Linked DNA regions of Zea mays: all the other regions are linked to region 3. The links are chromatin contacts, called in public Hi-C maps. All regions are on one chromosome and are shown on one strand. Each heading gives the region's core, a stretch centred on a gene start, on an enhancer-like site or on the middle of the called end of the contact. The rest is flanking DNA. Distances are from core to core; before and after follow the strand shown. Region 1 holds the start of LOC100192745 (ubiquitin ligase protein FANCL). Region 2 holds the start of LOC100281729 (symbiotic ammonium transporter). Region 3 holds the start of LOC103625917 (CSC1-like protein RXW8).

Region 1 (2,788 bases), core at 136-2,635, 150 kb after region 3:
CACATGGGATCAACCATGGTTGGCTTCAAATAGTCCTAAAATCTGACCTTACTCTGGTAAGGAGTTGGGCTTGCGTGCATCAACTTGCAACAAAATGTAGCAATCGTCACCTAGTGATTTCAGGCACAAATAGCAATCTAAGCAAACATAAATAAGGGGACCGCAACTATCACTTGCAGACGAGTAAGGGAATTACCTAAAGCTATACGACGATGAGACATAGCATAAGACGGCTTTGTTGGATCAACAATCCAAAGGACCTTATCAATCTCGTCCATCGTATTCCAGAACTCTTGCAAGATTTTCAAGTGCTGATTGTGTGAACCCAATAACATAGAACAACACAACATAACAATCCACGAATAGGACAACCATATGTTTTAGGCGATATAAACAGTTCACCTACCGCTTGAAATTGGCAAATAACATCTTTCAGTCTTGAGTTTTTTGACCAATGTATTTTCGGGAGATATGGTACGTCCTGTTAATGAGACAAGTTCAATTATAGCCCATATGGTTATGGTTCTGAAATTTCATGCAACTGCAAAGTATAATAAAAACAGGCCTAGTTTATGGAAATATCAGGATAGAGACTAACTGCAGAGATTGAAGGAGGACTTTCGGGATAGCCCATGGGCAGTGTGATCTCCAGTAAATGCATCCGTCCTGGTTCATCCCTGGCAGATACATAAGCCATAGTTTCAACTTTCAAACAACAGAATAGAATTAAAGGGGTGCCTCCAAATAAACGCTGCTACAATTGCGATTGTTGTTCATACGCATTACAATGTTCAGACAGGTTTCTGAAATAACCTTTTCGAACAACTATCAAACTGACAAAATTCAGTATGTAATGCACCAGCGTTGCTCAACCGCCTGAACGGCAGTAGTTTTTTTTTTCTCCAAACAGTCATACAATATAAACCTATAGAAAGAGATTAGTGCCGATTGGCAGCAACATGAGAGGAATCCTTACACGACGCGGAAGGTGAGACAGGACACTCCGTCTCCTGTGGCGCTCACCAGCTGCTTCCACCCGATCTCTTCGATCTGCACGCGCAAAAGTCCAAATAGAATATGAACGCCATGCCACCAATCCCACATACGCGCAAACGATTTCCTTGCGGCATCTGTCAGCGCAGCATTTCGTCGAGCGGCTGGCGTACCTGCGCGAACACGGAGCTGTAGAACGCGGCCGGCCGACGGGGAGGTGGCTCCGCTTCCGCCGGAGCATCCTGCCGAGTATCCGCGCAAGCCTCCTCGCCCGCCCGCGCTTGCGGTCTCGCTGGCGCGCGCGCGAGCGTAGCAGGCACCGGCGAGTCCATTCCTAAGTTCCTAATCGGTGGCAATGATGGGAGTTGTTTCACTCCAATGCGATACTGACGGTGGAAACTGCGTGCGGACCATCCGCGAGCTAGGTGACGACGATTAAAGGCCCAGATTTCCTTGGGCTCAAGACAGTTCGAGCCAAACGGTCCATACGGTGAGCGTACATGCAAGGCTCAGTCCACCGCATAGGAGGCGAGGCACTATCGCCCAAAAATCCAACCCAAGCCCCAAGTCACGCCGCCTTCTCTTGCGCTAATGGAGTCACGGATAGTCGACACTTTACCTCCTAAGAGCAGCTCCAATAGTTATGTATATTTCTACTACCTAAATATGAGATTTAGCAAGTCCTCAAATAATATAGGAAACAAAAAAACTTATCTCCTCCAACGGTTCTCTATATATTACTTCCTAAATATGTTAAAACTTGTCATATCACCAATTTGAGTGGGATTAGCCATTTTTTCTTTTGTTTTCATCTCCCTTCTGCAACTCGATCTCAAAATTGTGACCTCGTCAGCAAACTGATTCAACATGGTGAGTTGTGTTGTCCTTTTGATTTGTTGCCACAATTGTTTATTCTCAATATGTGTATGTGCAACTGTTACATTATTAATTGTTTAATCTCTAACTTACTAGGTGCTGCAATTGTGCTTCACCGACAGCTGACGCATGAGCTCAGAATATGGAAAAGACGTCTAAATAAAAGAAGTGTGCCAGATTTTATGTTTCGGGAGTTGGTAAGTGGTTGCTAAATGTAGGTAGGAAATAAGGTTAGATGAGAAGTGACTAAATTTAGGAAGTTCACTTAGAGAGCTGTTGGAGATGAGTTTTTAAGTTAACTATCTAAATTATTGATTTAGGGAGTATTTTAGAGAACTACTGGAGTTGCTCTAACTAGCCAATGGCTAAACTGCGGCATCACTCTCGATCGCGTGAGTAGTAAGTAGATTTTGGTGGTGGTATGAGTAGTAGGTAGATTTTGGTGGTGGTGTAGTATGACGTAAGTAGTCTTGTTGATCCTCCTATACTGGAGTTTTCGTGACGCTGACCCCTCGATGTTGTGATGTGTCTCGCTCTTTCTCCCTTTGTCTCTCTCCGCTGCCAATGGAGTCATGGATAGTTGACAATTCCCCTCCTCATCGATCAGTAGCTGGAATGTGGCACCGTTCTCGGTCATGTAAGTCGTAAGTAGATTCCGGTGATGTGGTGTTAGTAGACTTGTTGATCCTCCTGTAGTAGAGTTTTCACGACCTTGACCCCTCAACGATGTGACATCACACGCTTGCGGTTAATAGTCACATATAGTCTCGATCGTGTATCTCGTAGCTTGTAAGTCGTAACTAGATTCTGGTAGTTGTGTGGTGTAAATAGAACTAATGATCCTTCTACATTAGAGTTTTTGTGACGTTGACCCCTCAATGTTGTGACATGTCTCGCTCATGCTCCAGTCGTCCCTCTT
Region 2 (3,007 bases), core at 47-2,546, 240 kb before region 3:
AGGAGGAGCCCTCGTCGTCGTCGGCGGACAGCTGCGACTTCTTGACCAGCACCGCCGCCTCCACCGGGCGCCTCCGGGCGTCATCCTCCAGCCCCTTCACCTGGTCCTGCAGCTGCTTCACGTACTTGATCGCGTCGCCGAGCACGGATGCCTTGTCCATCTGCGAAACCAGTTACAATTAGCTAGTTGGTTGACGGGAACTGGGCGGCTGGCTGGTGGTCGGTGCTCGGGGCATGTCGCCATGGATTTTGGACACTCGTGTCGATTCGTACTCGTACCTTCTTGAGGCCCGGGACGATCTTGGAGAGCGCGATGAAGCGCTGGCTGAGCTTCTCGCGGCGCTTCCGCTCGGCCAAGATGTGGTCCTGGTTCTGTGAGGCCGGGCGTGCGGCGGCCGCCGGCGACCTGGCGGCCTCGGCCATCATGTCGTCGTAGGAGCGCTTGGGCGCCGGGCGCGCCTGCTGGAACGACGGCAGCGCGGCGGCGGCGGCGTCGAGCAGCTCCTGCTTGGGCGCCTTGGCGTGGTGGCCGGCGAAGGAGAGGATGGTCGGCGAGGAGTAGTCGTCGGGGGAGCCCTGCTCCGTGACGCACGAGTCCCAGCTGGCGTTGCCCCTGGCCGCCTTGCGCGGGCGGTGGTCGGCCGCCGGCGCGGGTACTCGCTGCAGCGGCGGCGGCGTCGCCACGCCGTGGTCCAGGTCCAGGTCGAGGTCGAGGTCCAGACCCCCGTGGCCGCCGAACGCGACCGCGATCTGCTGCTCCGTGTACTGCTCCAGCAGCGCGTCCGACTGCCACTGGTGGAAGAAGCTCGGCTCGTCCACCACCTGCGCGCGGCGGCAGGCAAGAAAAAGGGCACATTCAGCGGCGGGCGGGCCGTGGAATGGGACGGCAGGTGAAAGCGCGGTAACGGACGGACTCACCATGTTGGAGAACCACTGCGTTGCCATCTGCAGGTTGATTTGATTGGTGAGGACTGGGAATTGGACGTCTTGCTTGCTTCCAATTCCAAACCAAAATCCAAATGGACTGCTAGCGCTCGATGCTGCTGCTAGCTGCTTGGAAGCTCAACAAGTCCTGCACAGCATCAACAGACCCGGCCGGGGGGTGTCAGAGAGGAGATCACCGCATTGTGCAGGCGATGTGCGATGTCCAAAACCAGCTGTACTGCTGCTCCATACTACATAACATAGCTGGAGTGGCTCAGGATGCAAGGTAGGAAGAGCGCGACCAACGGACCTGTGGAGATCGGAGCTCGGGTTCGTTCGCAATGGCCACCAATGGAGATGTGAGTGAGAGTGGTGGGATGGACATGATGCCGCATCGATCGCCTTGTTTATATAAACTCTGCTCGGGCGGGGGGTGTTGCGTGTGAATGTGCAAGTGGTGGCGTCCGTCTTATTGATCTCTACTCCTACTTGTGTGAACGAACCGTAGTTTATTATTGAATTCATTTTGTATTGTGCAGCATATATCCTGCAGGCATGTAGATGTAGGAGGTGGTGTTTACTTTGATCCTCCTCCACTCATATCCCGACAGACGGCAACTTCTTACTAGCTCAGCCTGGATCGTTTAGTCCGGGGATAAACAATCGCCCGACGAACGATCGTCATTAGCTAGGGAGGCAACACACACACCAGTGGTCTGTGCAATTTTTACTTTTTATTTTTTGGGGAAATGATTTGTGCATATTAATGCGCTGGATATGTATTTTGTTGCCACTGCAGCCTTGTGGCTTGCCAGTGTAAAGAATAAAGATGCCATGGTGGACTATGACCTGGTGACCGATCTAACGGTGGATTAATCAAGAGATTTGCCCACAGATTATCTACAGGACTCGCAGGGCCGGCCTGGGGTGGACTCCCAACCGCACCTAGGTGCGTCGCCCGTTGGGCCGTTTCGTGGGAAGGAGAGAGAGAGCTGCGCGCGGATTTTAAAGGAGCAGTGGTTGGAGCAAAGTATGATGTGGCTCCAAACTCTTGATCAAGGGTTAATTACATGGACAGCTGAGCTAGGAGGAGAGGGGGGGGGACTACCAAGGATCTCTGCTAGTCTGGTGAATTGAGAGAGGGATTACTACTCGTTACCACGTGCATGTCTGGTCAATTGAGTCTCGTGTTTTAATTAAGCACTTTTGAGGGGAATAATAGGGTTCTTCCCACATCTTTGACTAGATTGTGCGGGGGGGGGGGGGGGGGGGGGGGGGGGCGGCGGCAAAAACAAGGATCTCTGGTTTTGTTTTGGCGAAAGAAACTACCTACACTCAACAACAATAATATCCATTTTCCGCCAAAGAAACTACCTACACTTCTTGGCGGTTTTGTTTTTGGCCCTCAAGAAAACTTTTACCACTCAAGGTAATATTCGGGGGTTGTGATAGTGTGTGTGGTGCAGCTTAACTAACTTGATTTAAACTAAATCCTGTATTTTATTTGGGTCTTTGTTAGATGCATGGTTCAAACAAACCATTCATCCATGTGAATCAATATGTGTGATTCTACATATGACATGTGTGTATATATTCAATTCATTTGTAACTTGGGGTTGCAGTGTGTATTGTGTAGAATAACATGTACACAATTACTTAATTATTAGGCTATCTTCAGCAAATCTCCTATCTCATCTCCTGTTATATCCCGTATTTCAAACTTCTCTCTTCAAACAGTGTTATCTGTAGTTTTATATCTCTTATTTTACATACTCTGCTGGAGTGCTGGAGACAGTCTTAAATTGCGGAGCACAAATAAATCAGATTATTTAGGCTAAACAAACAAATTGTTATTGCCTAAATGCGACAGAGCCTCTTGACGACTGATGGAGCTGTAGCTACTTGCGTTGCCGCAAACTGTTGCCCTTTAGCTTTATATATCTGTGACCAGACCAGAGCATGCATGCAGCAGCAATGTAGTAGTGCCACTTATTATCCTGATAAGAAAGCCCTATAGTTTTCATGAAGGATACCCATGCTTCCCTGCATCTCTGACCCGCAGATCCAACGAACTCGCTTCAATA
Region 3 (2,881 bases), core at 319-2,818:
AAGATATCCATGTGCATTCAACATACAGGGAAGACAAAAAAAGTTGAAAGTATGCAGAAATCGTTGATCAATTAGTACCATAAATTTGTGATATTAAAATTATGTAAATGCTTTCTGTACAGCAAATTTGAGTATGCCTCAAGTACAACCATGGATTTAAATCATTCAATGCATTTATGAGTTACCATTCAAGTGATTCGAACCATTAGAGTTGCAAGCACTCAATACACTAATATCGATGAGAAAAACCTGAAAATGAAGAGGCGAAGGAACACAACAGAGTCCAAGCCAGCAACTTGTCGAATCTCTTCTTCGGTGCACCAGTACGCCTTTACAATCCAACCAGCAGTAGGCAGTAGCCTCTCAAACGAGAAGTAATCGTCCTGCCTCTGGAACCTCTCTTCAGCAAGCCGCCTCCCAAAGTAGACGCTGAAGTTGTGAGGCTGCTTCCTGAGGATCGAATAGAGGGACAAGAAGAGCACGCAGACAGCGATGTTTATCCCCGCTGAAGTCAGAAGAGCAGAGAATTCCATCCCCCACCTCTACCAGTTTGGGATCCTGACAATCCACCCATGAAAGAACTGCGAATTCACAATAGAAGATCCAGGCATGTCTTTAAACAGTCAGCCATTCGCTTGCACTGATATGGTAGCAGAATCTTGTTGCCTTTGACTCTGATGATCCCTGATTTCTCCAGCCAAATAAGTCTGATGCTGCAGTCTGTGCTGATACCTGACTACGTAACAAAACCAACAACCAATTATATATAATCACGCAATCCAAGTGTGATGCTGAGTTGCTGACGATCAGACAAGGCAGCTTATGATATATAGATAGGCTGCATGTAGCGATGACACCCCTCTCCCACTCTCCCAGGTCCCTTCGGTTACCAATAAACACATAAAATTGCAAACTTGAAGCCAAATTTTGTTTTCCTTTTTTTTTCTTTCTTGATGAAAAAAGGGTACAGATGCCCAATTCTTAGCAAATGTAACACCTCAAATGCAGATGAAAAGAATGTTGATTAATTCCCTCGTCTCCGATTTGGTTTGATATCTGACAACAGCTAAAATGCACAGGAAATCATAATGGAAAACGGATCATAAATTCAGACCGGCGGACAACAAACGCACCACCTCCGCGTCAAAACCCAGCCGGTTCTGCACGTCCCTAAACAATCCCGGCGAAGCCGAGAACACGTACGCGCGCACGAGATGGGACCGGCATTGACGGACGGAGGTCGTCAGAGAACAATGTGGGATTGGATTAATACCTTGGTATCGTGGACGATCGTACGACGCAGGGGTGCGCGACGGCAGGACACGGCCTTATGGACAGTCGCCGGCGCGGGCGCGGTGCTTGGTTGAGGTTCACGCCGGCGGCGGTGGAGAGGCGCGAGCGCGGGCGGGCGTAGGCGCGGCTTCCTTGCCGAAACAACCGTTCGCCCCAAATGCCCAATCGGCCGCGTCGGGGGCATGCATGCGGCCGCGTAGGCGTTTGCGATGCTACGATTTTTTCTGTCCTCTTTCTTTTTATTTTCTTCCTTTTTGAGATGAGAGGATGGCATGGCGTGGGGCTCTATAGGGTTCGACTGGTCGGCATGAAGCATCTCTCCGACCACATCCATAAAAGTCAAGGAGAAACATTGCTTGGTAAAACCCTTTTAAAATATAAAAAACTTTAGTTTTCAAACTGACTACCTCTATATCTACAACTTTAATAATAATAATAATAATAATAATAATAATAATAATAATAATAATAATAATACCCAAGTCTATCTAGCAGCAACAATAAAACAGAAATATGTGCCCTCTCACGGACAACCATGCGTCATCGCTCGAAATATGGGCCGACTTTTATGACCAGCACCAACACTAGCACGGTCCAAAAAAAAGCTCAAAACAAAGATTAGCACGAAATGAATATACTAAACTAGCACAACTCAAAGGCAGTCGTGTGTTGGACCTCAAATTCTGGTCTATCGGACCTCCGACACAGTCCCAAATGGGCCGGACTTGGACCGTGTCGACCCGATAATGCCCGGTGTTTAGTTCTTTAATTTAGAAAGCTATATATGGTTATAATATTTATATTTTATATGGTTTAAATATATAGGTCAGGTTTGACCGATACGACCAAATAAAAGGTCTGACATGACCCGATAAGCTAGGTTGGACCGCTAATTTTACTTTTTATATTGTCACAACACGATTCATATTTTTTTTGGGCTTTCTCAGCCCAAACCTATTTGGGTTGAAACACGGTGGGCCGACCTGGCCTAGTCTGCGCATGATTTGTGTGCCCCAAGGCTCCGAGCTCCCTCTCCAACTCCCCTAGTCCCCTGTAGCCCCTTCCTCCACCGGTCCGCCCAACCCCTTCCCGCACACAAACCCAGCATGATTGACACAACAATGACCATCGATCTCCAAAGCCACTACACCTATCCCATCGATAGACGACAGCCTTCAATCTACTTGCTCCTTGCCACGTGTTGGAGACCAAAAGTGCCTCACGGATAGTTCGGTCCTGAACCGGACGGTCCATGCATACGCAGAGTCAGTTAGAGTTTCTAGTTTCTCGCGGGATTTGTTACCTAAAACCGTGGGATTGATTTGGAAATTAGTTCAAAGCGGATCCAGACATCCTCTTTATATAGATGAAGGGCTACGGCCGATTGAACCTCACAACAATCGATCAAATAAAATCTATTTCTCGTTTTTACCTTACGCATTAGGAGTAGTTCTAGTTTAGCCCTAGTTTAGTATTCCAATCCCTAGATTCTTTGTTTCTCTTCAACTCTACGTCGATTATAGTAGTCTAGGTCGGCCTGCCGAGCCTAGACAACCCATAGGATCTCTCCTCCCCGACGAGGTCCCTC

The links. A called contact is a pair of places that touch in the nucleus more often than the background predicts.
Region 1: a contact with region 3 is called in a Hi-C map of leaf, with 8 times the contacts expected there. The contact joins the promoter of LOC100192745 here to the promoter of LOC103625917 in region 3. A contact is called at or near these places in 5 of 25 Hi-C or Micro-C datasets (ear, leaf and tassel).
Region 2: a contact with region 3 is called in a Hi-C map of tassel, with 3 times the contacts expected there. The contact joins the promoter of LOC100281729 here to the promoter of LOC103625917 in region 3. A contact is called at or near these places in 4 of 25 Hi-C or Micro-C datasets (ear, endosperm, leaf and 1 more).

Annotation. Positions count from the first base shown.
Region 1 is chr5:9,751,644-9,754,431 of Zm-B73-REFERENCE-NAM-5.0, reverse strand. It overlaps LOC100192745 (ubiquitin ligase protein FANCL), which reads right to left and starts at 1,385. Exons shown (of 10, transcript NM_001137944.2): 1 at 1,167-1,385; 2 at 977-1,050; 3 at 599-677; 4 at 407-481; 5 at 197-311; 6 at 53-110. The coding sequence starts at 1,325.
Region 2 is chr5:10,134,690-10,137,696 of Zm-B73-REFERENCE-NAM-5.0, reverse strand. LOC100281729 (symbiotic ammonium transporter) reads right to left here and starts at 1,296. Exons shown (of 5, transcript NM_001353171.1): 1 at 1,234-1,296; 2 at 918-1,071; 3 at 279-821; 4 at 1-160. The coding sequence starts at 944.
Region 3 is chr5:9,898,496-9,901,376 of Zm-B73-REFERENCE-NAM-5.0, reverse strand. It overlaps LOC103625917 (CSC1-like protein RXW8), which reads right to left and starts at 1,568. Exons shown (of 11, transcript XM_008646320.3): 1 at 1,274-1,568; 2 at 250-732. The coding sequence starts at 533.